Linked DNA regions of Mus musculus: region 1 is linked to region 2. Evidence: chromatin contacts called from public HiChIP or PLAC-seq data. All regions are on one chromosome and are shown on one strand. The core of a region is the stretch at or near the end of the contact, and the rest is flanking DNA. Distances in the headings are between cores, read along the strand shown. Region 1 holds the start of Zbtb12 (zinc finger and BTB domain containing 12). Region 2 holds the start of Sapcd1 (suppressor APC domain containing 1).

Evidence for each region. HiChIP or PLAC-seq counts read pairs in DNA pulled down with a chosen protein or histone mark.
Region 1: a contact with region 2 is called in an H3K27ac HiChIP or PLAC-seq map of embryonic stem cells, with 6 read pairs. The contact joins the promoter of Zbtb12 here to the promoter of Sapcd1 in region 2. A contact is called at or near these places in 4 of 39 promoter capture datasets (the 3T3-L1 cell line, the C10 cell line, cranial neural crest and 1 more), 1 of 484 Hi-C or Micro-C datasets (embryonic stem cells), 2 of 115 datasets of contacts at active chromatin or transcription factors (embryonic stem cells and pancreatic cancer cells) and 3 of 9 other capture datasets (adipose tissue, liver and pancreatic islet).

The regions. Positions count from the first base shown.
Region 1 is chr17:34,892,738-34,896,021 of GRCm38.p6, reverse strand. It overlaps Zbtb12 (zinc finger and BTB domain containing 12), which reads right to left and starts at 1,463. Exons shown (of 2, transcript NM_198886.3): 1 at 1,253-1,463; 2 at 1-801. The coding sequence starts at 781.
Region 2 is chr17:35,025,934-35,029,301 of GRCm38.p6, reverse strand. It overlaps Sapcd1 (suppressor APC domain containing 1), which reads left to right and starts at 1,286. Exons shown (of 4, transcript NM_023893.4): 1 at 1,286-1,505; 2 at 1,718-1,858; 3 at 2,516-2,608; 4 at 2,845-3,343. The coding sequence starts at 1,392. The coding sequence ends at 2,937. Msh5 (mutS homolog 5) reads left to right here. Exons shown (of 25, transcript NM_001146215.2): 24 at 33-106; 25 at 450-697. The coding sequence ends at 561. Gm52318 (a long non-coding RNA gene) reads right to left here and starts at 1,754. Exons shown (of 2, transcript XR_003952415.1): 1 at 1,666-1,754. It overlaps Vwa7 (von Willebrand factor A domain containing 7), which reads right to left. Exons shown (of 17, transcript NM_138582.1): 17 at 2,561-3,368.

The sequences.
Region 1 (3,284 bases), core at 214-2,713, 130 kb after region 2:
CTTGCGGTGGGGTAACAGTGTTGGGGGCCACACTACTCTGGGCCAGCTCTCCCAGGTGGCTGCTCACAGAGGCCCCGATACCCAGACCCCCGGCTAGGCTTCCAGGGGGTTTGAGCCGGTGTGCCACTTCTAGAGCCGACTCCACTTTGACGATGCAGATGTCAGAAACATCTTCATCTTCATCCTCATCCTCCTCTTCCGCCTTCAGCTCTAGGTCCTCATCCAGCGGAAACTCCAGCTTCACCGGTCGCAGGAGCGGAGGGGGTAGAGGAGGTGGTGGTGGGGGTTTTGGAGCTGGCTTTGGGGTCCTGGCTGGAGGGAGGAGGGACTTGGTGGCACTGACACTGCTTAGGAGGCTAGCCTCGCTGACCCCATCTTCTTTAAGGCCTATTTTGGGCTCAATGAACTGGCTAAGGGCGTTCCGGCATTTCTCCACTACATGCTCCATTTGCAGGTAGGAGGCTGCTGTCAGGTAGTTCACGATGTCCCTGACTGCGAACTCCAGGGCGCCTGTGTAGCAAGAGAGGAGCAAGTCCGCCACAATACGCGCGCTGTGCATCAGTGAGACCTGCAGCTCAGAACTGGGGTTCAGCAAGAACTGGTCCCGGAGGAACGGTGAGCAGGCGGCCAGGATGACCTTGTGGCCACGGAATTTGAGGCTGTCGGCCACGATGGTCACATCACAGAACCGCTCCTCTGCACGGAGCTGGTTCATGTTCCGCAACGTTGCGGCCTCGTGGCCAGGCAGCTGGAAGCGCAGGACTTCCACCCCAGAGGCCATTGTGGCGGGAGTGGACTGCCCTGGGTGGGAAGGAAACGAGTCAGAGACAAAGGTCTCTGGCTGTCGGAGGCCAAGGCTCCAGACCCCTCATCCCTACCTCCCTAGTCTTGGCGCGCCTCCCTCAGTTTCCCCAATTCCAAGGAGGCGCGGTCCCTCCGAGGAGGGAGGCGTGGTTCCCGGGGGCGGGGCAGCGGCGTCCACACCCCCCAGTCCCGCAGCCCGCGCGCCCACGGGAGAATGGATAAAGGGGTGGATGGGGGGAAAAAACCAGAGGATTGCAACTCTGGGGTGGCCCCCGGTTGCAGGTACTCCTCACCCGCCTCGCTCTAGCCTGGGCCGCGCTGCTGTGAGTCCCCCTTTTCACGTCCTCCCACCGCCCGGACAGGTCGTGCACGCCCCCCTCCCACGCGCAGATCTCCGTGGCACGCCCCCCCACCCAGACTCACGACCCTGGGTGCACGCGCCTCTCACCTGGCCCGGTTCCGCGTGCTGATTTTTCCCCCCTGGTCCCCCACCCCCCCGGGGCCAGCGACGCCCCCCACACACGGGCAGGGCCGGGGCAGCGCGCAGGCGCGGGGGTGCACGGGGTGCGCGCGCGGGCCGGCTCCGCGTGGGCGGGAGGGGGAGGGGCGGGGGCAGCTCGTGCCGAGTGTTCCAAGGCCCCGCGCAGCGCAGCGTCCTCGCGGACTCGGGGCGGAGGAAGAGGGGAGGGAATTAAAGGAGCAGGATTCCCCCTCCCCGACCCCCCTTTTCTCCCCCGGCACCCCCACGCGGTTAAAGGGCTGGACAGTCGGGCCTCCCCTTTGGCCAGGATTATTTGTCCGCCAGAGCGGAAATACGCTCCACACCGCCCCCTATTTCACGCTCCCCCTCCTCTCTGCCTCTGGGGCCCGCGGCCCGTCTGCGCGTGCGTGCCAAGGCCCGCGCACTCGGCCCCGCCCCCGGCTCCTAGAGCCCCCCTCCCGCGCCCCAGCGCGTCCCCGCTAGCCCCGCCTGCCCCGCGCCCCCCAGCGCGCGCGCTCCCCGGGAACTGCGCAATCTGCGCGGCCACCTGCTCTCCAGCAAGGCGTCACTCCCGCCCAGCTGTGCGAGTCAGGCCACCTCCCAGAGCCTTGGACCTGCCGGTGGCCTACCAATCTTAGGATCACTGCTGCCCTCGGGTGCATCCTCCGCTGAATGTGTGCACAGTTCCTCAGGCCACATTTCCAGACTTTTCCAAGTCTTCTGAAGCTGGTGCCCACTGTAGTCCTGATCTAAAAGAGAATTTCACTTTCCACAAAGCCTGATGAGCCAGCGCTTGCCCTCAGCTTGTCCGGCTTAGAGCACACGGTTACGTCAATCACACTCATTCTCCCTTCTATTTTATCCACTCTGACTTCTTGCCAAGGTCAAGAACCCCACTCATACTGTGAAAGATTAGTGCGTTTCACCTTCACTGTGTAATTAACCCTGGGACTAATCTTGCAAATTGTGCAATTATTTATATTGGTACTAATGTGCCATCTATAATTTTCTCTGCACCCACTCTGTCCTGTCCCAGAAGAGGAGATGCTCCCTGACCCTAGATACCCACTCTACTCCGGACTGGCTTTCTTTGCCACTCCAAAACTACCTTCAACACAACTTCAATGTGAGTACCTGTCTTGAAGGCTAGCCCACCAGCGCTTCTGTGCACCCCAAATACCCACACTGGCTTTAAAGAATAAAGTCCTCAGGGGGTGGCCGCTGTTGCCTGCAGGTTATATTTTTTTTATTACACCCTCCAGGAAGCTTCTCAATCCTGAGGATGCTCAACTGCTTGCAACCCGATGCCCCCCCCCCCCCCAAGACATCTTGAATACAGGAATTAAGTTATGTATGGGCTGTGTTTTGCAAATAAAAGTCAGACAATAAATGGCTGGGTGTTGACATCATTGGCTTTCAGCTGGACCTGCATCCGCCCATACAAAGTTCATTCCTGATTGAACCGAATTCTCACACCCAAGAGATGCTGTTCCCGGAGAAGGCGCAGACAGCCGCGAGGCAGTACCTTGGCTGTGGTCTTTCATGTTCCTTTTAGAATTCTCTGACTTGTACCCTCACCCAGCTCACTTTGTGGTCAGGTCGTGGATTTTAGGGGGAGTGTAGGCCATTGTGTCTGGTACACCTTGTTTAAAGCCACATTCACTGCCTACTGCACTAGAGTGAAGCCTTGGGCAAATCAGTTCTCTGAATCAAGATGTCTTTATCTTTGAACTCAAGGTTCTGAATGCTTACCAGGCTGATAGAGGGTTCTAGGGAGCCTCTTATACACTGAACAAACAAACACACACTGGATCTGTGGTAACACTGGTTTTTAATTTATTTATTCATTTATTTTTAGTGTCTTTGCTTTTATGAGAAATAGACTCTGGCAGTTTCTTTGTTTTCTTCTTTCTTTCATCCTTTCTTTCCTTTTTTTTTTTTTTTTTTTTAGCCCTGGCTATACTGAAATTCACTCTATAGACCAGCCTGGCCTTGAACT
Region 2 (3,368 bases), core at 37-2,536:
CTCACCCCATCCTCCCTGTGCCTCTGTGCTAGGTCTCAGACTTGATCCGCAGTGGGAAACCCATCAAGGCCACGAATGAGCTTCTGAGGAGGAACCAAATGGAAAAGTGAGTGGGGCCTGCCATGCTCCCCACAGCTCCTGTGTTCTCCCTCACCTGGCCCCAGCCATCTTTCTGCAGCCCCGTGCTCTCTTCCTCCTCCTCCTCCTCCTCCTTCTCCTCACCAAGTCAGGTGTGGCACGGGCACGTGCCTGTAAGCCTGGTGTTCAAGGCCAGCCTGAGCTACATAGCAAGACCTTGTCAGAAAACGACAAACAAAACCAACTCAGTATCCATGGCTGCTTTTGAAACGCTTGGCTCTCCAAGGCTGCAGTTTCCCGCACAGACCCTCCCCTCTGTCTGCATAGGGAGTTGGCGACCCAGCAGCCACACTGTTCTGTCTCTCCTGCAGCTGCCAGGCACTGGTGGATACGTTTCTAAAACTGGACTTGGAGGATCCCACCCTGGACCTGGACATTTTCATTAGTCAGGAAGTGCTGCCCGCTGCTCCCACCATCCTCTGAGAGTCCTCCCTCGCCTCCCAGCTACCTGAGCCCCGGGGCCTACCATGCCTTTTCGGGTTTTTTTTTTTCCCTTACTGCAGAGTTCTCAGTTTGCACATTGTGTCTTGTGCTAGGAATAAAGCTTATTTTAGATCAAGGTGTTTCCTTAGGTCACCCAACAGGACATCAGCTGGGACAGGGGGAAGTCACTCAAATATAGTGACAGTTGGGCTGGGCAGATGCTCAGTGATTAGAGGCACTGACTGCTCTTGCAGAGAAAGTGGCTTTGGTTCCAAGAACCACATGGTGGGTCACATCTGTGTGTCACTCCAGTTCCAAGGGATCTTACACCCTCTTCTAGTCTCAGGGGCTCTGGGACACATGGAATACACATAAGCTCATGGACACACACATACACATAAACTAACAAGTAGATAATTACATTTAGTCAGGAATGGTGGTATAAATAAATAAATGCAGGTACGATGGTGCAGACCTTTAATTCTACCACTGGGAAGACAAAGGCAGGTGGAGCTCTGAGTTTGAGGCCAGCCTGGTCTATATAGTGAGTTCCAGGCTAGCTAGGCTACACAGGGAGACCCTGACTCTAAATAAAACTTTAAATAAATTTAGATTCTGTCCTTGGGACTCAATGAGGACAAGCTACTTCCAACAGACTATACAAAACAAAAACCACAAAAACAAAAATGAAGGTTGACACACAGTTTAAGGGAAGCTATCTGTTGCCTTAAGAATTATCCTGGCCTCACAGGCTGAAAGACAAGGCAGGATGGGTAGAAGATGGGTTGGGGAGGGACCAGCCCCGGCTCCGCCCTTCCTACTTTAGAGCCATGGAGAGCCCAGGTCCTGGTGGGCCACCCCTGGTGCAAGCGCCCTACACTGTTCTGCTGCTACCACTGGGGACAAGCCGCCAAGACCCAGGAGCCCAGAACTTCTTCCTCTGGGTGAGTGCGAGACCAACTCAGTCTTGGGACATCCCCTCCCATGATGTACCCTGCATATATTTCCTCTCAACTGAGGACCCACAGACTTTCCCTCTGTATTCCTTTGTTATTCAAATCCTTAGTGATCAGATAGTGAGCCCTTTAGAGGAGATTGCCATACCTAGGGTCCTGCTGGGAGTGAGTCGTTTTGGCCTGTGTCTCCTCTAAGCCAGCTGCAGATGATGCAGGCTCTGGAGAGGGAACAAGATGCTCTGTGGCAGGGCCTGGAGCTGCTGGAGCATGGCCAGGCCTGGTTCGCAGACCGGCTGAGGGAGACCCAGCAACGGCAGCTGCAGCTGGGGGCCCTTGGCGAGGTAGGGGGCAGCCATCTGTGCACGGGCTGGGGAGGGAGAAGCAGGGAGCACGTGGACCTCAAAGGCTGCTCTGGGAAGGGGAGGGTTAACGGGCAGGGCACATGAACTGGAATAGCATTGGAAATGACAGGACAGCCACCAGTGTTCATTGTGCTGGAAGAAGTGGTCTGCATTCCATTCAGAGGGACTCCATCTGAGCACCCCACAGAGAATCAGAGAGTGGCCTGGGTGTCTCTCACTGGGCGGGGGGGGGGGGGGGGGGAGAAGACCCATAAGGAACAGGAGTGGGGGTGGGGTTCCAGGGTGGGGGTGGGGTTCCAGGTAGTTTGAAAGGAACTGACTGCAATTTTAAGAGATGGAGGTGGAGTGGTGGCCCACGCCTTTAATCCCGGCACTTGGGAGGCAGAGGCAGGCAGATTTCTGAGTTCGAGGCCAGCCTGGTCTACAGAGTGAGTTCCAGGACAGCCAGGGCTACAGAGAAACCCTGTCTCCAAAAACCAAAAAAAAAAAAAGATGGAGGTGGAGAGAGAGGGCTGGCCTTTCCATCTGTCTGGAAGGGTTCTGGGAGAAGGGAATCTGATGAGAAGAGTGGCCCGTGGTGAGGAAGTGGCAGGAGGACCTGTCTCCAGCACTCGGTCACCCTCCAACCCTGCCTAGGACTTTCTGATGGACTTGCATTCAGAGACTGATGCCCCTCTGCTAACCCGGATTCAAAAGGTGAATGCTTGTCTGCACAGTCTGATTCACAAGGTGAGTTTATTAGTTTTAATTTCTAGACTTCGGGGACGGACGGGGCTTTTGGAGTCGTACTGATTTAGCCTCGTCCATATGCACTGGCTGACTCCCACACAGTCCAGGACCAGGAGGGAATGTCAGGGCAAGAGAACTTCTGGTGGCAATGGGTGAACTGACAGGGGTTGAGCCCTGGCTGACAAACCCACAGGGTGGGGGACGGTGCAGGGCAGGGCGGATTCTCTCTCTTTTAGGAGTTGTCAAAGCATCGGAAAGGAGTCACCCAGTCCACGGGAGAGGTGGTCAGCCAGGCTCCCCCAGGGCCAAAGGGGCCTACCCTTGTGTAGACAGGAGACCCTCCCCTCCCTGCACTGGTGAGTAAGGGGTGGGGTTGGAGTCAGAATACTCCTGCCCCTCCCCACCCCGATTTCATCTTAACTCAGCAGCCAGGGGGCTCCAGGCTGAGAAATTCAGACAGCTTGGTACAAAGTGTCCACAGCTCCTTCTCCATGCCCCTTGCCCTCGCTCTCCCCTTCATCGTGCACAACAACCGTCTTTCCCCAGTGTATCCGGTGAGAAGGCGTGATCACTGAGACTCGCCTTCAGCTGAAGCAAAACTAAGCTAAAGCAGCTGCCCTGGAACTTAGAGTGAAAACTGCACCATCTGGTGCCCTGTGTGCTGCTCTGTGCCCTGTGTCCTGCTCTGCTTCTGGAATAAACAGCAGCTTCCTTATTAAAAAAAAAAAAAAAAAAGCCTTTGGTTTGGCTCCTGTTGGGG